2 separate regions of the Mus musculus genome follow, and region 1 is linked to region 2. Evidence: chromatin contacts called from public Hi-C data. All regions are on one chromosome and are shown on one strand. Each heading gives the region's core, a stretch centred on a gene start, on an enhancer-like site or on the middle of the called end of the contact. The rest is flanking DNA. Distances are from core to core; before and after follow the strand shown. Region 1 has its middle 110 kb from the start of Gm33204. Region 2 holds the start of Galnt18 (polypeptide N-acetylgalactosaminyltransferase 18).

Region 1 (5,386 bases), core at 1,908-4,407, 120 kb after region 2:
GTTTCCACGATCTGTCCATTGATGAAAGTGGTGTGTTTAAGTCTCCCACTATTATTGTGTGAGGTGCAATGTGTGCTTTGAGCTTTACTAAAGTTTCTTTAATGAATGTGGCTGCCCTTATATTTGGAGCATAGATATTCAGAATTGAGAGTTCCTCTTGGAGGATTTTACCTGTGATGAATACGAAGTGTCCCTCCTTATCTTTTTTGATAACTTTGGGTTGGAAGTCGATTTTATTCCATATTAGAATGGCTACTCCAGCTTGTTTCTTCAGACCATTTGCTTGGAAAATTGTTTTCCAGCCTTTTACTCTGAGGTCGTGTCTGTCTTTTTCCCTGAGATGGGTTTCCTGTAAGCAGCAGAATGTTGGGTCCTGTTTGTGTAGCCAGTCTGTTAGTCTATGTCTTTTTATTGGGGAATTGATACCATTGATATTAAGAGATATTAAGGAAAAGTAATTGTTGCTTCCTATTATTTTTGTTGTTAGAGTTGGCATTCTGTTCTTGTGGCTGTCTTCTTTTTGGTTTGTTGAGGGATTACTTTCTTGCTTTTTCTAGGGCGTGATTTCCATCCTTGTATTGGTTTTTTTCTGTTATTATCCTTTGAAGGGCTGGATTAGTGGATAGATAGTGTGTGAATTTGGTTTTGTCTTGGAATACTTTGGTTTCTCCATCTATGGTAATTGAGAGTTTGGCAGGGTATAGTAGCCTGAGCTGGCATTTGTGTTCTCTTAGTGTCTGTATAACATCTGTCCAGGCTCTTCTGGCTTTCATAGTCTTTGGTGAAAAGTCTGGTGTAATTCTGATAGGCCTGCCTTTATATGTTACTTGACCTTTCTCCCTTACTGCTTTTAATATTCTATCTTTATTTAGTGCATTTGTTGTTCTGATTATTATGTGTCGGGAGGAATTTCTTTTCTGGTCCAGTCTATTTGGAGTTCTGTAGGCTTCTTGTATGATCATGGGCATGTCTTTCTTTAGGTTTGGGAAGTTTTCTTCTATAATTTTGTTGAAGATATTTGCTGGCCCTTTAAGTTGAAAATCTTCATTCTCATCAACTCCTATTATCCGTAGGTTTGGTCTTCTCATTGTGTCCTGGATTTCCTGGATGTTTTGAGTTAGGATCCTTTTGTGTTTTGTATTTTCTTTGATTGTTGTGCCGATGTTCTCTATGGAATCTTCTGCACCTGAGATTCTCTCTTCCACCTCTTGTATTCTGTTGCTGATGCTCGCATCTATGGTTCCAGATTTCTTTCCTAGGGTTTCTATCTCCAGCGTTGCCTCACTTTGGGTTTTCTTTATTGTGTCTACTTCCCTTTTTAGGTCTAGTAGGGTTTTGTTCATTTCCATCACCTGTTTGGATGTGTTTTCTTGTTTTTCTTTAAGGACTTCTACCTCTTTGGTTGTGTTTTCCTGTTTTTCTTTAAGGACTTGTAACTCTTTAGCAGTGTTCTCCTGTATTTCTTTAAGTGAGTTATTAAAGTCCTTCTTGATGTCCTCTACCATCATCATGAGATATGCTCTTAAATCCGGGTCTTGCTTTTCGGTTGTGTTGGGGTGCCCAGGACTATGTCTGACGGTGTGCTGCGTTCTGATGATGGCGAGTGGTCTTGATTCTGTTAGTAGGATTCTTATGTTTGCCTTTCGCCATCTGATATTCTCTGGAGCTAGTTGTTATAGTTGTCTCTGGTTAGAGCTTGTTCCTCAGGTGATTATGTTAGCCTCTATCAGCAGACCTGGGAGACTAGCTCTATCCTTAGTTTCAGTGGTCAGAGTACTCTCTGCAGGTAAGCTCTCCTCTTTCAGGGAAGGTGCCCAGATATCTGGTGTTCGAACCTGCCTCCTGGCAGAAGTTGTGTTCCACTCACCAGAGGTCTTAAGATCCAGTGGAGGGTCCCGTGAGGACCTTGGGGGTGTCCAGTAACTCCGCGCACAAGGAACTCCGCTGCTGGAGTGAACTGGAAGGGACTTGTGCCCCTGATCAGGCTGGGTTATCTGCTTCCTTAATTAATGCAGTCTCAGGTCCCTTGCGATTGGATTGGAGCAGGTTCTGTGTTCCACTCACCAGAGGTCTTAGGATCCCGTGGGGAATTCTGTGTGGTTCCTTGCAGGTGTCTGGAGACTCCGCGGGCAAGGCACCCTGGTGCTGGAGTGGGCCGGAAGGGACTTCTGCCCCTGGTCAGGCCGGGTTATCTGCTTCCCTAGTTAATGCAGTCTCAGGTCCTGTGTGATTGGATTGGAGCAGACGCTGTGTTCCACTCACCAGAGGTCTTAGGATCCCGTGGGGAATCTTGTGTGGTTCCTTGCAAGTGTCCCGATCTCTATTTTCAACTCACTTCCTCTGTATTCCCTGCCCTGCTCTCTCCTCACTTTCCTCAGCTCACATCACTACTATGGTGGTGAATCCATGGTACCAAACTGACTATAGGATGTCTATTTAGCCAGCGGTGCTCCTGGAAGAGAGCAGCATCTATATTGGGCAAGCAGATGGCCCTCTTCAATATGAGTAGACATCTTCCAATGCAGTAAGCCCCTACCTCCCAGAAGGGGAAGAGGAAGGTGAGTCCATTCTTTTCCCAACCACTTGGGCTGGGATCTGCATACCCTCGTACCCTCAGTTCCTCTTCTCAGATCTTTACAGCACAGCTTCTCTGGCTCTTCAGATATCCGGATTCATAGATGGCAGACTGTGGAACCTTTTCACCAATACCTCATAATAAACCAAATCTATCTAGCTCTATGAACAATCTATAGAATGTGTGTGTGCCAATATAATGTGTATACGTATCTCTGCATATCTCGGGTCATTCATTTCTATACGGACACATATGTACTTACCAACTCCTGCTTATCTCTCTCTTTAGAGAACTCTGATTAGCACAAAGGCTGAGGTATCACTGGAGGTTCTCGGGGATCAAAAGAAATAAAACAGAAAGGAGAGAGAAATGAGCGTTCATAAGAAAAGGAAGGGCTGGTATTCCCCCTCCTCTCTCTCACTTAAGTGTTCTTTCCCTGTGCCCAACCCCCTCCCAGCCCCCTCAGCATTCCTCAAGCAGGAACTGTCTACCACAGAGCTTTGCTTCAACACAGATTGCCAGGCTTCACAGCTGACAGGGTGGAGCCTGTGGATGGCTGCCAGGGTACTCCTCCGCTCATTACTCTTCTTGATGCAATTCATTTCCCTCTGATTGGACACAATTAGGATGCCAACAAATGGCTCGCCCAGCCCTGCTTGGCAGTTACATAACCACAAGCGTGTGTGTACTGCCCATCAGAAGCAAGTGAGCCTCTAATGAGGAGGGTTAATTACAAAGTGAGGGTCACCCCGGAACAGCCCCTTCTGTATTCCCATTCTGATCAGAGAGACCACACAACAAAAAGCTCTAGAATAATCTGCAGCACAGGGAACTTGCTGAGCCCTGTTTATGGCTGCACAGACAGGGAAAGGGCTACCTTCCTAAGTGTCATGTTTTTAATAACCTTCCAACACAGTCCCCCAAAGTTGCCTCAGAAGCACAGGCTTCATGCTCTTGACCAATTTCCTCTATTTTTTTCTCACTGACTGCCTGGAGCTTCATGTTCTTCTGTTTTCTGCTTCCACTTAGACTTATTCAATAGTATCTTCCAGTTTTCATTCAACTCTGAGAGGACTGTGTCCTGATGAACTCTCAACCACCATTTTTTTTCATTTTATATTTATTTATTCACTTTACATCCTGTCACTGCCCCTCCTCCTGGTCACCCATCCAACAATCCTCACCACCCTCTTCTAGCCCTCTGAGAGGGTAGAGTTTCCCCTGGGTATCCCCTGATGCTGGCACATCAATTGACCACCATTTTTCATGTTCTTGAAAGAAAGATCATCAGAGACACTCCATCCAAAAACACACCATTGGCTCCTGTCCAGGAATGCCTATGCTAACTTGGAATTTTCCTCTCATGTGTTTCTATAAAAACCTAGTGAAGATCAGCCTCTGTCTTTCCATACTGACTCTTAGTCCTGCTGCAGCCTGCCTGCAAGAGCTTCACCTCCCACTCCTCTTTCATTCCCAGGGAACTCTACCTCTTTCTTCAGACACAGGGTCTCCCAAGCTCTTTTCTGCGGACCCTCTCAGTCTCTCCTTCTAGGCCATCTCCATTCCTTAGTGTCAGCCACTGACCCATGGAAACATTTTCTACCAGGTACCCCCAGTGACCATCCTGAGCTCAGACTCAGCCTTTCCTCCTAGCTCATCTCCATTTCTTTGTGACACCCACCCAATTGCAGAAGCACTCTCTACCAGGAACTCTACAGCTTGCCTACAATCTAAAGTGGACAACCAAAGAACAGAGCACCCACCCAACAAAGGCAAGAGGATACAAGGAACAAATAATCCAAGAGCAGTAAATCTAAAGGGAGGACAGCTATACCACCACAACAAAGTAAGAGGATACAAGGAACAAATAATCCAAGAGCAGTAAATCTAAAGAGAGGACAGCTATACTACCACAACAAAGTAATAGGACTCAGTCAACATTACTCATTAATAACTATCAACATTAATGGTCTCAGTTCCTCAATAAAAAGAAAGACTAACAGAATGGACTAAAAAATGGGATACATCTTTTTGATGCATCCAAGAAACAAACCTTACCATCAAGGATAGACATTACCTCACAATAAAAGAATGGGAAAAAGTATTGCAAGCAAATAATCTAAAAAACAAGGAGGAGTAACAATTCCAAATTTGACAAAATAGACATCAAGCAAAAATTAATCAGAAGAGATGGAGAAGAACACTACATACTTATCAAAGGAAAAATTCACAAAATTCCAATTTTAGCTATCTATGCACCAAATACAAGGGCACCCAAGTTCATAAAAGATACACTACTATAGCTAAAATCATATTGACCTTTACACGGCGATAGTGGTGACTTCAGTACCTCACTATCACTGACAGACAGTCACCAAGACAAAAACTAAACAGAGAAATACTGTAGCAAAATAACAACATAAGTCAAATGGACCTTGTATGGACATATCATACCCATGATAGGGTAGAATCTATAGAACATTCTACCCTATCATGAGTATGCCTCATTCTCAGCAGCTCATGGAACTTTCCTCCAAATTCACCACATATTAGGCCACAAAGCAAGTGTCAACAGATACAAGAAAGAAAGATGAGTGACATTCTGCATCCTTTCTGACCACCCTGTATTAAAGCTGGATATCAATAACAGCAAAATCAGCAGAAAGTATACAAGCTCATGGAAATTGAACAACTCACTATTGAATAAAGATGTGGTCAAGACAGAAATCAAGAAGGAAATTAAAAACATTTTAGAATTGAATGGGACTAAAAGCACAGCATATCTAACCTATGAGTGCAGTGAAGCAGTTC
Region 2 (4,833 bases), core at 213-2,712:
CAGATTGGCCTTGCTAGAACCCGGAAGGCTCTGAAGTAAAGCCGCAGCCCAGCGTGGGTTTTCTCCATCCGAAACAGAAGAAACACCACCACAGTGGACTAAGCTGCTTCTTGGGTTTGACACCTGCTCCTTAGGGGAGGATCCTGGATAGGCAGGTGTGCTCTAGGTGGGGACAGTTTTCTACTTAAGATGCCCCCTGCAGTCCCAGTCCTACTGAGACTGACTGAGGCTGGAGCCAATACTGGGCCGATGTAATTTTCTACTCCGCATTTGTCTTGAAGCTTGCTGCTCCTTAAAACCCACAGTTAGAGTCATACAAGGCATTTCTCTTGTCCCTTACAAGCCCGGCAAATAAGCTCTTTTGCCCTCACATTCTCTCTTGGAAGCACAAACATCCAGTCAGACACACTCCCGGACTAGTGTGAGATCCTGCGATCCTGGAAAGGAGCACCCTGGAATCATACGCACGTTTGGACACGTGCACATCGCGTCCCCATACTGACAGCAAGCTACACACACACACACACAGACACACACACACACACACACACACACACACACACACACACACACACACCACCTGTGCACACGCGTACACAGGGAAGACTCACAGGGCGGCAGACACAAAAGATCCAGGACACCAGTCCTTGCAATCCCTCCAACCACGTAGCTGCCAACCTATAGCCCTCCCTGCAATCGCTGGTCTCCTACGCATTGGCCCCAGCGCATCCCACAAGCAGAACACACTGGGCACTCCCGGGCCTCGCGCCTGGCTCAAGTTTCTCAGGACGCCTGTACCTTGGATATGCTGTTTGATGACATTCTCCAAGTGGTCCAGCCGCTCGATAATTTTCAGGGTGTCCCCTTTATCTTCCTCCAGCTTCTTGTCGGGCACTGGCTCCTGCCCCCGCACATACACGCTGGCGATGTAGTTGGTGACCCAGCCCACGTACAGCAGGCATATGATGTTGGTCATGCCGCTTAGGATCACGCAAGTGGACACCAAAGTTTTGGTCTTCCTGGTACACACCATTCTGGGGTCCTTCCTCCATATAGAGCACCCGGGGCCCCTCCTCGCTGTACACCCCAAACTCCCCCGCGCTCAACCCCCTTGGCACGTCTGGGGTCTCTGGGTGCGCCAGCACCTAAGTCTCTCCAAAGGCGGGTCTCCTGGCAGTGTGAGCTGCGGCGCACAACTTTGCAGCTCCGGCCGCTGGCCACCCTGAGAAAGAGCTCCACAAAGAAAACGAGGTGGGTCTAGATTTTTGTTTTGGGCTTTTCCCCCGCAAATTCAAAATCCCCGAGCTTTTCCCTAGGCGGTCACGGGTGGCCGGCAGTGGCGAGACGAGACCTGCAGGGCTGGGAAACTTTGTCACTGCCAGGGCCCAGCCGCGTTGCTTTCCATCTCCAGTGCTGGCTGCCTGGGAGATGCCACCAGCCCTCCGCTCGCCGCTCAGGAGAACCGCGGCTGTGGCTGCGACCAGAGGAGCGAAGCAGAGCGGCCCGGCCCCCTCCGAGCGACAAGCGCCGCCACCAATCGCGCTCTGGCTCTGGAAAAGGGTCGGGACTGGGCGGCTGCGGACCAACGAGGAGGGGCCAGGGGGCGGAGCCCCGCCCCGCGCCCCACCTGCTGGCAGCAGGCTCCGGTCCGGACACAGCTGAGTCTCCCGCGCCCTCGGGCCACCCTAGGGCCTGCAGATCAGGAACCTCCAGTCCCCGCCCAGGCCGGCAGATTCCACCTCTAGAGTAATTCCCCGCTCGCGCTCCCGCTAAGAAGCCCAAGCTTTGGGGACCAAGATGCTCCTATACCCTCACCTTCCCCAACTGAGGGCATTCTGCTTTTCCACCTGAAAAAACGGACTCCTCGCCTCCATCTCCTTTTTGATAATGGAGACTCAAACCATACAAGTGGCTAGGCCTCATAATGTCCACACCTTATGCTTCTTGAGCCTTTACTCTGCCTCTCTCTGTTGGTCTCCCGGGTGTCACCAAATGCCTTCCGGAAATCTCTAGGAGAGGCATAGTGAATAGTGAGGGTGTCTCTGCAATCGTTGGTCACATCTATGCACTATGCAGCTCCCTGGACGAATTCATGCTCTGGGAGCCGTTACTGCTTATGGATATCACTACACCCCACGTCTAAGGAAGCCTTATACGCAGTATTGGGACAAGAGGATGCAATTCTCCATGACTTGTATAATTCCCACACATTCAGTGTTCATGGCTATCAAGTGGTCGACAGAGCCTTTCTGGAGAGAGGATGTAGAAACACACACACACACACACACACACACAGAGAGAGAGAGAGAGAGAGAGAGGCTCCTGGGTTTGATGCTCCTGTATGTGTTAGTTACATGAGCTTGAGCAAGGGTCAGAACACCATAAGAGACATTTCCCCCATCTATCAAATATCAACAATACCTTCCTGCTTATAAGTATTAAATGAGAGGATATACCAAAAGGGCTTAGGACAGGACACACAGTGGGTGCCCAGGCTCCTGTGGTTATCATTCCAGGATGCAGTTCCTCCCTTCCCGGGTCCAAGAACACCACCTGGCTGCTCAGCAAACCTTGATTTTTCTATTGACCACTCTCAGCTCTTCTCCCCTACTGGAAGCTACAGAGTCTAAGGCTGTGGGCAGCAAGAAGGAGCTTGTCCTCTAGCTGGCTTGGTTCCACCTCATTGGCTTTCTGCTTGAATGTCTTTCTTTACCATCAGCAATTCAGCCACAGGGGCTGATAGAAGGAATGCTGCTGGGCCTGATTGCCCCACATACCCTCAGATTCCAACTCAAGATCCCCAAAACCTTGGTTAGAAACAGGGGCATGGGAGGGGTTTGTGTAGGCATTTACTCACCACCCTCTGCAGAATTACAAGGTCAAAGGCCCCAGTATCTCTGCAAGCTCCCTTTATAAATGGTTCTTGAACATAGATTCTTATCTTTGGCCCTCAGTTCAATTGTATTCAACTCAACAGGAACTCAGCAAGTTCCTGACATTTTGTCTAAATGACCAGTTGCCTGGGACACTTGCCCAGTTTGCTCTAGACCTATGGCTGCGGTGTAGGCTTCAGTCTCATCGGGGGCCTCTTTTCTAAGCATGGAGAGCTGTTCAGTCCAAGGAGGTTCTCGACTTTCCACTTATGTCACTCGTCTAACCCCAAGCGTCTTCCCACTTTGCCATTTAATAAGTCCTGCCGGGAGCTTCACTATCAGGCCCCTTGATGTGCATCAGAACTGAAAAATTCCTCAGATAGTCGATGTGAGCCAACTGATGCCAAGTGGTCCTTGAAACTTATTCTGAGAATCTGAAGCTACTGTCTCCTTCCACTCCTACCACGAGAGGTGACATGAGGACTGAAAGTCCTGGTGGCTTTGTCCTGTATAAACTGAATGTTGTACACTGAAGAAGCTACTGTCCCCTTGATGTGACTTGAGAGCAGTCTTTGGTGGGGAAGGGAGGGGTATTTTGTTTTCTGAGACAGACTCTCACTATGTAGCTCCGACTAAGCTAGAACTCTCTATGTAAACAAGTAGACAAGTCTGGACTTGATCCTATAAAGACCCACCTGCCTCTGCCTCTGTAGTAGGATTAAAGACACTTCCTGCTATGACTCACCTTTTATAGAGGTTCTTATCCTCATGTCCAGAGACACCGCTATGCCATCAATGCTAAGCCTTCTTCAAAGTGTCTTTGGTATCACCATTAAGAAAAGTGAATCTTCGTTTGGCCATCAATCCCTTACATTCTCGGCAGGAATAGACTCCTCAGAGAGAACTGACAGTGGCCACATGTGTCCACCAGATGGCAGCACTGTGTAAAGCCATGGGGCCAGAAGTGCCAAGAGAACTTGGGGGCTTAACAGGAAAAATAAACCCTGGTAGTGGAAGGCTTTAGTCTTGGTCTGGCATTATGGGAAGTAGGGTGGCAGGCACTCAAGGGAATGGAGACTGGTGGGTTGCAAAGCAAAAGTGGATAATCCATTCAGAAACAAAAGTCGTAGACGCCCAAGATTTGATGTTAGGAAGCCACAGCCCAAAAATGTAATTGACAGAAAAAGCATTCTGCTGAGAAAGGTTTATTTGGTGCCTCCCTTGTGCCAGGGTTAAGATTTGGACTAGGGAGCCAGGCAAATGCTCTCATTTACTAGCTGTGGAGTCTTGGGCAAGCTAACTAACTACTTGGTGCCTCAAGTCCTTCCATCTGCAAATGGGATAATAGTAACGTTACCTACATCATGGAGATATTATGAAACTTTAATTTGTATGAGGGGCACTGATGGCATTATCTAAGTATTGATTGTTACTACTCTCTCTGAGTATCCAAATGTCTGGAAGATAAATGAGAGGAAAAAATGACAATCTCTTAGAGGCAGCTTTCCTCTGAGAACAGAGGGTCCAGAAGTTACACACAAAGGACCCTTTCTTCCCTCCACCATCACCTTCCCAACAGAGCTGGTGTAACTAAACTCCTCAATGTACTCAAGTGCAGATTCTGCAGGAACCCTGCAACTAGGTCCGTCTGCCTCACATCTGTCGCTTAGTAATCCACTTCGGGTCATGTGACAGTAGCCTCTGCGCACAGGTACTCAGAGAGACTCATAGACCACATTCCCTTAATGGAGTGGACCAGTGAAGAAGCAGCTGCCTTACAGTAGGATAGGCTCCTAGCTGATGTCTTAGTATGAAAGAGAGATGCAAACGGATAATGGAGACATCAACTGCATCCTGATCCCGTGATTTTACCACTAGACAGCTCTGCTAGACAGGCTCCTCCTCCCTCAAGGAAATGTGGGCTCTTAGAACAAAGTAGCACTAGCCAAAAGAACACATA

What was found. A called contact is a pair of places that touch in the nucleus more often than the background predicts.
Region 1: a contact with region 2 is called in a Hi-C map of cerebral cortex, with 2.6 times the contacts expected there. The contact joins the enhancer-like site here to the promoter of Galnt18 in region 2. A contact is called at or near these places in 1 of 39 promoter capture datasets (hippocampal neurons), 3 of 484 Hi-C or Micro-C datasets (cerebral cortex and ventral hippocampal neurons) and 1 of 115 datasets of contacts at active chromatin or transcription factors (embryonic stem cells).

Annotation. Positions count from the first base shown.
Region 1 is chr7:111,893,309-111,898,694 of GRCm38.p6, forward strand. No RefSeq gene overlaps it. Among named protein-coding and RNA genes, the nearest start is that of Gm33204, 110 kb to the right of the region's middle. Within about 2 kb of position 3,158, at least 39 of the 459 cell types and tissues checked have an H3K27ac peak or open chromatin away from gene starts, as enhancers often do. A contact at or near this core is called in cerebral cortex, hippocampal neurons and ventral hippocampal neurons, where this site is marked.
Region 2 is chr7:111,778,515-111,783,347 of GRCm38.p6, forward strand. It overlaps Galnt18 (polypeptide N-acetylgalactosaminyltransferase 18), which reads right to left and starts at 1,463. Exons shown (of 11, transcript NM_001360903.1): 1 at 799-1,463. The coding sequence starts at 1,033.